3 separate regions of the Mus musculus genome follow, and regions 2 and 3 are each linked to region 1. Evidence: chromatin contacts called from public HiChIP or PLAC-seq and promoter capture Hi-C data. All regions are on one chromosome and are shown on one strand. Each heading gives the region's core, a stretch centred on a gene start, on an enhancer-like site or on the middle of the called end of the contact. The rest is flanking DNA. Distances are from core to core; before and after follow the strand shown.

The links. HiChIP or PLAC-seq counts read pairs in DNA pulled down with a chosen protein or histone mark. Capture Hi-C pulls out chosen DNA fragments and counts their contacts.
Region 2: a contact with region 1 is called in a promoter capture Hi-C map of adipose tissue. The contact joins the promoter of Ccr9 here to the promoter of Sacm1l in region 1. A contact is called at or near these places in 2 of 484 Hi-C or Micro-C datasets (CD8 T cells and pro-B cells), 7 of 115 datasets of contacts at active chromatin or transcription factors (CD8 T cells, the SCID.adh cell line, double positive thymocytes and 4 more) and 1 of 9 other capture datasets (adipose tissue).
Region 3: an H3K4me3 HiChIP or PLAC-seq map of bone marrow-derived macrophages shows a contact between it and region 1, with 4 times the contacts expected there. The contact joins the enhancer-like site here to the promoter of Sacm1l in region 1. A contact is called at or near these places in 1 of 15 datasets of contacts at CTCF or cohesin (the NIH/3T3 cell line), 2 of 484 Hi-C or Micro-C datasets (the Ba/F3 cell line and embryonic stem cells) and 5 of 115 datasets of contacts at active chromatin or transcription factors (bone marrow-derived macrophages, embryonic hindbrain, embryonic stem cells and 1 more).

Annotation. Positions count from the first base shown.
Region 1 is chr9:123,527,356-123,531,505 of GRCm38.p6, reverse strand. It overlaps Sacm1l (SAC1 suppressor of actin mutations 1-like (yeast)), which reads right to left and starts at 1,753. Exons shown (of 20, transcript NM_030692.5): 1 at 1,585-1,753. The coding sequence starts at 1,616. n-TRacg2 (a tRNA gene) reads left to right here and starts at 2,009; the gene lies at 2,009-2,081.
Region 2 is chr9:123,765,187-123,769,468 of GRCm38.p6, reverse strand. It overlaps Ccr9 (chemokine (C-C motif) receptor 9), which reads right to left and starts at 2,258. Exons shown (of 3, transcript NM_009913.6): 1 at 2,162-2,258. It overlaps Gm17021 (a long non-coding RNA gene), which reads left to right. Exons shown (of 2, transcript XR_380030.3): 2 at 1-4,282.
Region 3 is chr9:123,283,888-123,287,779 of GRCm38.p6, reverse strand. No RefSeq gene overlaps it. Among named protein-coding and RNA genes, the nearest start is that of Tmem158, 25 kb to the right of the region's middle. Within about 2 kb of position 2,014, at least 63 of the 459 cell types and tissues checked have an H3K27ac peak or open chromatin away from gene starts, as enhancers often do. A contact at or near this core is called in the Ba/F3 cell line, the NIH/3T3 cell line and bone marrow-derived macrophages, where this site is marked.

The DNA of each region.
Region 1 (4,150 bases), core at 504-3,003:
ATCTTCACATTTATAGAAACATCCAAACCCTAAAGACTGATATGAATGTCCATATAACCCCAGACTCATAGTTTCCACTTCATTACAAAACCACCATTTCCACTTCTAAAGGATAAATTCCCTTCTCTTCTGTGTACACATAAAATGGTGTCTGCCTGTAGTGAAGTCTGAACTGGAGAGGATGGTAAGGATGAAGTATGAACACTCTTATTTTTTAATTTTATATATAAAAGAATTATTCACAGAGGTTGAATAACCTGCCCAGGAATCAAGGAGGATGGCTGCCTGTATTGAGGTCTGGCCTGGTGAAACTCAGTGCCTGGGCAGCTCAAAAATAATCTTCCTAATTCTCAAGTTATCCATCTCAATTATTCTTCGATGCAGGAAAACTCAACAATATCCTGTAACCGAAAGCCGAGCTACTTCAAGGCAAGACTCCAAATTGCTTAAACACATCTGAGACCTAGTGTAAGATCATGTTCAGCCCTTCAACAACTATCAGGTGGACAATAACCTAATTTGCCAGTAAAGGACATGTGACTCGGGCCGGACATAGACCAGTAAGTACACTTTGCTTCAACTGTCACCAATAAGGTGATTATTCACTTTACAAAGGAAAACTAATTAAAAGAAATGTGGAAGGAAGGGTGGCGCTGGGCTTTTCAAAGAGAACTGTATGTAGCAAGCAGAAGAGGCATAAAGGGTGAACACAGCAAAACATGAAAAGTGTTGGGCAGATGGCCTCCCTCCAAATTCTGGACTCATAACTTTACACCTTCAGTTATTCATTGGGCGTACCCAAACTACATTTGTTTCCTGCAAACGAACTGGGATGTCTATGTCTAATTAACAGGATAATTTAACTTGGCTTTTCGAAAGTTATATTTGCTTCTGCTACTAAAGGCATTCCCAGACCGTGGTAAATTATTAAAGCGGTTAGGGCGAAGTTATTCACAAACAAGGAGTGTAGGTGCTGAGGGTAACACAAGAGAAATTATCCCCCATCTCCTCTAACCCAGGACGAGCCAAAGAGCTTATAAATGTCTATTTTTTTTTTTTTTTGCACCTCTAAACATCCAGTGGCTGGGCCTCAAAACCTCAAGTCCTGGCTTTGCCAAAACTCAACATTGCTACGCCAAAATAGAGGCGAGCCTACTGTAGCTGTCGACGCAGTCTGTTGGAATAAGCACAGTAAATTCGACCGGCCCTTAGGACATCTGACTAAATTATTGCTGCGCCCTAAGAAGGACCCGTCATTGAGACTCCCAGGCCCAGAAAGCCTGAAACCAAGAGAAAGGTTAGCTCTGCCGGCGGACGTCAGAGCACGCCCGGTGAAAAAGGCCTCTCCCGGAGGCCACCCAGGGAAAGCTGGCTGCAGCCTCCGGTGCTGCGGGCTGCGGCTCGGCTCACCGCGCCAGGTCCAGCGGCGGGCGAGGCTGCGGGACACTGGCCTACGCTGCAGCCAGGCTGGACGGGGAAAGCCCAGCCCGCGAGCTCGGCCGGTGCGGGCCGCACACTCCCGGGCCTCGGCGCCCGCTCGCCCCTCCGCCCTTCCTGTCAGCGGCCGCAGCCCGCGGGACTCACAGCTTCAGATGCTCGTAGGCTGCGGCCGCCATCGTGCAGCTTCCTCCTCTTCGCTCCACCCGCAGTGTAGCCCGCTGCCACCCCGGCTCCGCGGCGACCGCTCCCCAGGCGCGGTGGTCAAGGAGCCTCGGCCTGGCCCCACCCCCTCCCGGGTCCGCCTCTCGGGCGAGCACGGGAGCCGGCGGCGGACAAACCAGTGAGCTGCGAGGCACGCCTCCGATGCGCGGATTGGAGCGGACCAAAGAACGCCGTGACGTCGCCTCTGGGGATTGGTGTAACGCGTTGCAGAGAAAGGCGGAGTCCCGGTAGCTTTGCACTGAGTCGCGACATTCAACAAACCGACCAGACTGAGGTTAGAAGCAGGAAGCATAGTGAAGCTGTGTAATTGGAGATCACTTATCGTGGAGGAGGCCTCCTCAGCACCGGGCCAGTGGCGCAATGGATAACGCGTCTGACTACGGATCAGAAGATTCTAGGTTCGACTCCTGGCTGGCTCGACGTGTGCGATCTTTTTCCTGAACCTTGGAAGGCCTGCTTGAAAAGGATCATAGCTAGATTGTCAAGGTCAAATGTCTTACGTTTTAATGTTGCTTTGCGAAAAAATAATACCTTCTTGGCTGTATTTGAAACCCGGAGTTACCTAAAACGGTTTGCAAGTTTCCTAGCTCCCCTGTTCTTAAAATTGCGCAGGAGTCTGGAAATGTACTCTTACGAAAACACTCTTGAGAGTGGAGGTTTGCAATCAGGGACAGGGACATGCGTGGCCAATGTCTTCCCACCCGATGACGGAAAAATCTCACCGAAAGCTCCTAGCTGGTAGAACACAGACGGCACTGACATGAGAAGGGCGTAGCTTCTGCTCTTCATGATTGGTACAGCGGCCTTGGCTAGCTCCGCTTGCAAAGCCGACCTAGCCTCCACTGCACAAGGAAACCTTAAAAATTCGGGGATTTCGCAGTAAGAGGCCCAGAAAAACGAGTACATGAACATTTTACGTAAGACCTGAGATAGCCAGAAACAGATGTGACGAAGGTGGATCGGGAGCAGGGCTCAGCCTATTCATTAACCAGTCACTCCATGATTAAGTTGTCCTAGAAAACATACCCCACTCCCCAGGAGTTTATTAAAACTGTATCAGATAAAGGAAATTATTGGGGCAGAATTAGACCAAGGACCAAGGGGTGTGGCTCACTCCTGCAGTCCATACTGCTGGATATAGACCAGGCCAAATGGCTGCCTTTGCTTTCCAGAGTACTGGAATTTAAGGTACAAGATACCATACCAGGCTTCTACACTTCTGAGGATTTAGTTTGCTTTTAATGAAGTTATAGTGGGTTGTTTCTCGAGACCGGGTTTCCCTGTGTAGTTTTGACTGTCCTGGAACTTGCTCTGTAACCAGGCTGGCCTCCAACTCAGAGATCCCTGCCTCTGCCTCCTGAATACTGGTGTAAAAGCACGCACCACTACTGCCCAGCTAACAGTATTTTTTGTTTGCTCTTTAATTTTTTGTCTGAGATTTGAGATCATTAATATGCATTGTTGTCAGTTTTAGCACTTAAAAAAAATGAGGGTTTTTTTTTTTTGTTTTGTTGTGTGTTTTGTTTTGAAGGGTGTGTGTGATGTGTGTACGTGCAGAGGGGGGAGGGGAAGAGAAAGAGAGACTGACTGAGGCTGTCTTATATAAGACAGTGGGCCTTTACTTGGCTATGGAAATGGACTTGGAACTCTGATTCAAGCTCCCAAGGTGCTGAGGTTATAAGCAAGCACCACCAACCACACCTGGTTTAAGAGTTCTTGCTTTAAGATGTTCTATTTGGGTGGATAAGTGGACACTTTAAAGGTCCATCTCATAGGCATTTAGATTTTTGGTACATATTTTCAAATTGCTCTGTGGAAAAATTAAAACAATATACCCTCTGTCACCAGAATGTTTCCACACATGCTAATCAACATTAGATATTTATGAATACATATAACATATAAATTAGATATCCAAGTCTCATGTACTAGCATATACCTAAAATTCTAGAATTTGAGACAGAGAGGTGTTGATCTGGAGACCTTATCTTTAAAAAAAATAAAGCATCCACATACAAATATAAATTATAGTTTCTTTACAGCTTTCATAAGTGAAAAACAACTTCCTTTTTACTTTCATTTCTTGGCCTATTGATTATTCTCTCCTGGTGTATTCAATCTTTTTTTCTCACAAACTTGACCTTGAAAAGATTTTATTTTTCATTGTTTATCTGTGTGTGTGTGCTCGTGCAAGTGCTTTATGAGACTAAAAGTATGAGATCCCCCTTGGAGCTAGGTACAGCCAGCCAAGGCAGGTGCTTGAAACAGAACTCAGGTCTTCTGCAAGAGCACAGGAGCTCTTTGGTTGTTACACATTAGTCTTTCTGACAGTTTATTCTTTACCCTTTCCTTAAAATTGTTTAGTTTTCACTCATATATTCACATTTACTATTAGTATATAAGTGCTTTTTAAAATTTGTGCTTGAATTTACCTTAATCTGCTTATATTTTATCTTCTTTATCATCCTGCTGTAATTATCAATTCTTA
Region 2 (4,282 bases), core at 1,009-3,508, 240 kb before region 1:
ACAGGCCAGACTGCTGGGAGAGCACTGGACCAGATACCATAGCTCCTCTGCCTTTGATTAATCCTTTCTGTCAGTGAGGCTTGGCAACAAGAGTCCTCTCGGAGCCTGGATTTCTCAGTTAGGAAATGGGGCAATGACAGTCCCTCCTGGTCCCAGGACTGCATGGACAATGGAGAAGCAGGCTATGCAAATGCTCTGTTCAGAATATGGCTTTGTGAGAGCTGAGATCACCTTCATCTCACAGCGGTGGCTAGGTGTGCTGCATACTAGCTAGGTGTAAGCACTATGTGTGAGAATTCACACCCCCAAGGAGCTCACATGCAAGCTCAGTGGGGAGGTTAAGGCTGGAAATGACACAAAAGCAATGTCCTGAGAGGTTATGGGAAAGGAAAAGTGAATCCTCCTTTCAACACCAGGGTATGAATAGAAGGGCTTCACTGAGAAAGTAACTCTTGCTGACCCTGGAGGTTTGAAGGGTGTAGAATCATGGGATGAGGTGAGGAAACATTGCTCTGTGGTAGGAAAAATTCATCAGCTAAGACATGAAACCTGAAAGCATAATGTTCAGGAGACAGAGGAAAGCTGCTCGTTCTACAGAAGTGAAAACTGCCTATGAGGTAGGTCAGTCTAAAACTATCCTTACTCTGCCATTACTTTCCTATTCTGTTTCCCTTAAGAAACTAACAGAAAAATCAGATAGAGATGGCTTGTCACTGCCTATATCACATCCAGTGCTACTACCAATCATAGTAGGTCACACTGTGAACAGGAGCTATGAACCCAGGTCTATACTTTGACCTTTGTCCTACTTGGTACTCATGAGTTGAATCATTTTAGCGTGTGTGTGTGTGTGTGTGTGTGTGTGTGTAGCTCTAGGACTCTGAGTCATCTACCATCAGACCTATTCACAAAGTCTGAGTCAGGAGCTCACTTCCCTGGGACCTGTGAGCATGAGTCTACAGTATTGATAAGAATGGACAGAAATTGGAAGAAGAGGGCTCTGAAACTCCAGATGCTGGAATGACCATTATTTTGGATTGTTTGGCAAAGAGGCTAAAGAGACAGATTCCCTTGGTAGTGGTTGCCTGCAGGTCCAGATCACTAGCTCAGCAACAGTTGCTATGACCTACTGGCTGGCTATAGAGCAGGCTAATTAAGAACTGAAGAATGAGAGTGTGGAGGTCATGGAGAGATGGCTCAGCAACTAAGAACAGATATAATACGTGTCTTGAAGAGGACCTAAGTATGAATTTCAGCTATGTTAGAAGACTCACACAGTCATCAGTACTTCAAGCACCGGTTCTCACATGTGCACATGCGTAATTAAAAGTATAATAAATCTTTAAATTCTTTTTAGAACAGAAGAATGTGGACATGTTGTAAAAGAAAGGGCATGCCAATTTTCTATGGATGGGTCGTTTGAAATAACTTGGCTTCTTTTCTGATCAACAAAGAATATTTTCACAATGCACAAAAAGATCCAAAACTTCAAACACACACACACTCTCTCTCTTTATAAATATAAACGAGGGAAAAATACAAAGTCAAGTATCACTTTCCAGTTTAGCCATTGTTAGATTTCTGAGCCGTGTCTTCGTACTGTCCCTTTAATAGCACATAAACATGTACCAGTGCGAAGGGAATCACACCACACATAGTTTTATAAATATATATGTTTTAGTCTGTCTTTCCTGGGCCACACTTCATGTACTGAGCACAGAGTTTGACATGGAGTTAAACAACTGAGCACTTCATTGTCTAACGAACCATAGTCTACTGCACTCCTGTCAAGTTTTTGGTCCCCAAGGTTTCTCTGCTATAAAAGTCCTTTCTGTGGCCAGTCTCTCAGACCCAAGGTTGTCACCCTTCTCAGACTTTTGGAAACCCCCTTGCTACCTGTCCCAACACTGTTTCTCCTCCCTTGAAGGTACAAATCACAAACAATGCTATTGAGCTTGACCTTCACTGTGTTCCGAGAGGGAGACTCTTCATTCACCCTACAAGAAGCCTGAGCCATACTGGAACTTTCTAGCAAAGAGCATGGTACACATGACATCTGAACAGATGAGTGCACTCATGGGATATAGATGCGTTGGTGGCAGCATATAGCCAAGTACACAGGTGATGTCTAAGGCACAGAAGAAGGGAAGGATCTACTCACCAGGAGGGGAAGTGCAGAGTCTGGGTCTGTAGGGAGAGGACCACTGCAGCTGCCTGGGATGAGAAGGCTTCTGTGGGTTCTGAGCAGACAGCTATCCGCTAAAACACACCAAAAAGGAAGCCAGGCCACCTCTGCCTGTGTTGTCACTGGCGGAGTAACCCAGAAGGGTGGGGAGCCACCTGCTGCAGATTCTAGTAACACACATCTATCATTTGCAGCCAGAAATGCAAAGCTAAGGACCACCAGGGTTAAGGATTAACCATCTTCAGTGTGGACAATGTACACACAGAGTCTAAGAGCAAATTGTCTTCTTAGGCCCCCGATACAGGAGCCGGAGACATGGGGAGTCCTGGCCAGAGGCACACATTTATAAGAACAAGTATATGTGAGGTACTACCTCTATACTGTCTATCAAGATGTGTCCTTTGAGGCCTTGAGAGACCTGTGTTGCCCAGTTCTATAGCTACCAGCCAAATGTTCCCACTGAAATGGAAACTATAATGGGGAGCACCTCTGCAGTGACACTCAACACATGCACCCATGGCTGCTACAGATGACGGATAGTACAGATGCCTAACATTTATGACATGGCAGAGCACTCTGCGGATGCTGTTACCTCAGAAAGTTCTGTATGTGATAGGCAGCTTGGAACAGATTATGAAGGACCAAGGACACCTTAAATTCAGAAAAGTTTTACACATATGTTAACATTGAGAGCTAAAGTGTCTTTATGAATCACAGGTGTTTCAGTAAAGTTTTGAAAAGTCTCAACATGCAAATGTTATATTTTTTATAGAAACTCACAGGTGATATCTTCTTAAAGGGCCACAGTTATAGTGAAGATTCCCTGTTGTCATCATTTTTTTAAAACTCCTTTTTATATTTGAAATATACAAATCACAGCTCATTCTAGAAGACTAATTTCCTCTTGATGTGTTTAGCATCCTGTGCACTAAGTGCAGTGTTACTCCCAGACATATAGCCCAGCAATCACCCCCTCCTAGTACAGAACAAAGAGATTTCATGATTTGTCCTAATTTATATCTCAGTGGCAAAAGGTTAATAAGCATAGGAAAGGCTGAAAGACCTGAGTAGTAAGAATGAAAGATGCAATTGATTCATCACCTCCAGGGAACCATGGTGTGAGTAAGCCAAGAAATTCCCTTCCCTCAACCCACATTCATGTGCATAACTAGTGTACTACCAGTCTCTGACAGTGTCCAATGCTGTGTCAATTACTGAGAGAAAAGAAGGGAGCAGCAGGAAGAGCATGCTCTAGGCCCTGACCTTCTGGCCACCTTTAGGCAGAGATAGCAGTGAACTTGCTGTTTGCCTTGTGCCTGGAAAGCCTCCTGGAGGGAGAGACTAGAATTGTTAAGACTTCCTTCTCTGAGACCTGTCTCTTCCCCGAGTTAGAGTATGGCAAGGAACCAGTGCAAGTACATCAGAAAGCCAGAAGAGGTGGTTCAAAGATGGAAGGAGATGGATGCAGTGAGGAATAAAAGTCAGACCCCTTCCTCCACATGGGCCCCACGGTCTAAGAGAAAGCAAATCTGAAGAGGTCCTACTCTCACTCACAACAACCCTCTTCTTGGACATATTGAAGAGGCTGGGGAGTCAGGAAAAGGCAAGGACATCCCAGAGAGAGTTTCTGGACTCTCAAAGGAACCCAGGGCCACTGAGGTGCCTCTTTAGTTGTCTAGTTTGGTTCATCCCTTGCAAGAAAAGCTCCATCCTTTCAGTGTCTTTGCTGGACTTCTGCATTGGCCATTAGAATTCAGAACTGGGTGACAGTAGGATGCTGGTGACCCCCTTTCATCCTGCCTAAGATGGGCTCTAGAAAGCAGAACACCGTGTCCTCAGTAACCAGGCCAGCTATTAGTACCAGTAACTGATGGTCTCTAGTGAATAACTGGAATCCAGAATTGCTGTCTACAAGTCCCAGTATCTATAACAGAAACTGACATTGGCCTTGCTGCTGAAGCCAATAGACTCATCTGATCCTCCTTTGCTCCTTCTCATAAACTGTGTTCTGGAGTTGTCTCTAGCAGAAAAGAAAAGTCTGCTTCAGTTCACTGCTCTCCAGATGCACTGACAGTCTGGCTCTCCTCCTTCTTTAAT
Region 3 (3,892 bases), core at 765-3,264, 240 kb after region 1:
GTATGTATGTTTGTGTGTGTGTATGTATGTAAGTATGTATACATGCACGAATGTGTGTATGTGTCTCTGAGTAGTGCATGCATGTGTGTGGGTGTTTGGTATGTGTGTGTGTGTGTCTGTATCATGTTTGAGGTGTGTGTGTGTGTGGTATGCATATGAGTGTCTGTGTGTGGTGCTTACATGCTGTATGTGGTGTGTGTGTGTGAGTTTATATGTATCATGTTTGGTGTGTGTGTGTGTGTGTGTATGTGTGCATGTATGTTTGTGTGGCATATGTATCTGTGTATCTGTGAAGGCCAGAAGCCAACATCAGATATCTTCCTCAATCACAGTACCCCTTGTTTTTTTGAGACAGGGTCTCTTCCCTGAACCTGGATTTTGCTGATTTAGCAGGACTGGCTGGCCAGCAAGCTCCATGAATCCACGTGTCTCCACATCCCCATCACTGGAGTCTTACATATATCTACCTCGTGCTTGGTTTATATGAAGGTGGTAGGACTTAGAACCTCATGCTGTGCAGTTGACTCACTGAGCCATCTCCCCAGCCACCACTGTGGGCTTTTAAAATCTCTACAAACATACATTCATCTTTGTTGTTGCTGCTGCTTTTTTTACACATGACAGAAATTTTTGTCCTTTAGAATAGAGGGAAATGAATTGATTTCCACAATTTTTATTTTATCTGAAGTCTAGGTATCAGATGTGGAGTTTTAACCACTGAGTTTCAGACCCAGGATTTCAAACAGCTCCCACTCAAGGAATCCCAAGGAAAGTCAAACCCTGAATCCCAAATACCCTTTGAATTCTGGAGTGGATGAGGAAAATCGCCTAGTTTAAGTATGGGTCCTGCAGGGTACTTTTATGGTCTAGATCATGCCAACCCTTGTTCAGTAGATGGGCTTAGACCCCCTTCATTGAACTTATGTGAAAATGTGAGCTAGAGAAGAGTGGTCCCCAAGGGTAACAACTAGGTAGTTTCTCCAAGGGTCTTGGATCATTCATTGGTGACTATCAGGTGACTCAATTCCTATAGCCAGGAAGAGATCTGGAAGGAAATGTTTGAGTATGGAGGGAAGTGTGAGTTCACATATTAAATAATTTACACAAACCAAGAGATAACTTGTGACCATGACCATCCTTAGACACTCATCTCCTAGGTCAGTTGTCATAAAACTCTACTTTGTTCAACATTTCACCAACAAGTGTCATAATCCACTAAATGTATTTCTGCAGAAAGTGGAGATTTCAAAGGTGTCAACAGCTTTACAAATACTCAGCCATAGAAGAAAATCTCATTCCATCTTCCCAGATGCCCTGGTACTGGAGAGATAGCTCAGAGGTTAAGAGCACTAGCTGTTCTTCCAGAGGACCTGGATTCAATTGCCAGCACCCACATGAAATCCCAGACCATCTATAATTCTATAGCCAGGGGATCCTATTCTGGCTACTGTGGGCACTGCACACATATGGAACACAGATATATAAGAAGGTGAAATATCTGTACACATTTTAAAAAATTAAAAATTTTACAAGACTAGCCAGGCCTTGAAGAGGCAAGAACCCAGGACTTTCTGTCATGATTATTTATTTATTTATGTATTTATTTATTTATTTATTTATTGTTTATTGATTTCACTGCAAGGGGATAGCAGATTGGGTGATAACTTGTAGTCTTGTCTAGTTTTTTTAAAATCAGTTTTATTTAGATATAACTTACACAAATAAAACTTATCTCTTCAACTCTTACAATTTAATAATACTTGGTAGAACACCCAAAACATTACTTCTAAAGCAGAGGCCAAAAGACAATGATTACAAGACATTGCTGTCTGTCCGTCTTTGTGGGTAGAAGCCTAGACTGTCAGACGGGCTGTGCAATGACACCTCCCCCCTCACCAAAATCACCGAGTGAGTCAGCAGCAGAATGCTTCCTCAAACAAACATACTGACCCCTGGCTCGGTTGTTCTACTCCTGTGCATGCTGAGGCAGGCCTGCTGGGTGGCAGGTGTGGTTTGGCCTGGCCAGCCTAAGCTTCTCTGGCTGACAGTGAGAAGCAAACAGAGCCAGCTTCCCCTGTGGCTGGCTTCTAAGGCTCTCTCTAGACAGTGATAAAAACATTTAGGCCTTCCTGCTTACTGCTCTGGGAGGGCAGCCATCTCGTTCCATCTGATACTGTCACTTTTCCTTAGATGAACTCCCTAATGCCCCCACACCTCAGTTTCTCTATAAAACATCAAGTGGTCACTGTCCTGGAGGAAGGTTGTAAAAAGTAAATAAAGTATCTATACAATGATTATGTCCATGTAGAGCAGGTACTCAGGGGATGTTAGCTACAGAACAGAACCCCAAATGTGTGCTATGACATGTAAATAATCAAAAAGTATGGCAAGATGGTGGAAACAGTGAGGGGAGGGTCAAGCAATAGTGTAGCTCCTTAAAGGAGAGGGACAGGCAACAGTGTAGCTTCTTAAAGGGAGGGTCAGGCAACAGTGTAGCTTCTTAAAGGGAGGGTCAGGCAACAGTGTAGCTTCTTAAAGGGAGGGTCAGGCAACAGTGTAGCTTCTTAAAGGGAGGGTCAGGCAACAGTGTAGCTTCTTAAAGGGAGGGTCAGGCAACAGTGTAGCTTCTTAAAGGGAGGGTCAGGCAACAGTGTAGCTTCTTAAAGGGAGGGTCAGGCAACAGTGTAGCTTCTTAAAGGGAGGGTCAGGCAACAGTGTAGCTCCTTGGAAGGAAGGATAAGGCAACAGTGCAGCTTCTTGGAGGGCACCGGAGCTGTCAAAGAAGAACAACTCTGAAAACTGCTAAGTACCTTAGAAGAATACTCAAGACAGTAAAAACCAAGACCTACACTTGTTAAATTATGCCCCTGACTGATTAAAAACAGAAACACATTCAAAGTGGTCTTGTGTCAGGATTTTGAATTATTCTGAAACTTCTCTAATGGATTTTATCTTTATGGGTCACTTGCCACACCAAACCAGAAAACAGGTTGAAGGAGGCTCTGACCCTGATACCTGACATGGCACCAGGAATTGTGGGGACACATTACATCTGCAGTCAGAAGGAAGAGATGACTTGGTCCTTAGCTCCCTTTCTCCTTTTTTATCCAACGCAGAGTCCCCACTCCATAGGATGCTGCTGCCCACATCCAGAATGAGCCTTTCTACATCAAGTAGCCTAATCTAGGAAAATCTTCACGGACATGGTTAGAGGTCTGTCTGCTAGGTGATCCTAGATCCTGTCACACTGACAAACAATATTAATAATCATAAGGAGCTACCTTGTGATATATTTTTAAGTCCCGTTGAAGCTCAAAGGCATGGAATGATAAAATCAAGTCATGAGGTCTACTTTACTGCTATACTGTATCTAGATTCATTAGCCTATGGCTCTTACTATTACTATTGTTAGTGTTGTGTTAAAATGAATCTTGCTGCACCAGGGAGCACAAGCCTTTTATCCCACCACTTGGGAGGCAGAGGCAGGAAGATCTCTGAATTCCAGGCCAGCCTGGTCTACAGAGTGAGTTCCAGGATAGCCAGGGCTATGCAGAGAAACCTTGTCTGGAAAAACAAAATAAAGCAAACTAAACAAGCAAACACTTTTGCTATGTAGACCCAGACTAGTCTTGAACTCATTATTTTTCTGCCCCAGCCTCTTTACTATGAGATTACAAATATGAGCTACTACTCCCATCTCTATATTTATTATTTTTAAAATAAAGGTGTAATTGGCACTCATCAAAGTGAAAATCCTAGGTTTTCCAGCTTGATGGATGTTGGCAAATATTTACACCCCAGAGCCATCACCCAAAATTTACTATAGAAAAATTTCAGCATCATAGCTCCTCCCAGACACCAGCCCCACCCTCAACCACATTTGAATTACTTT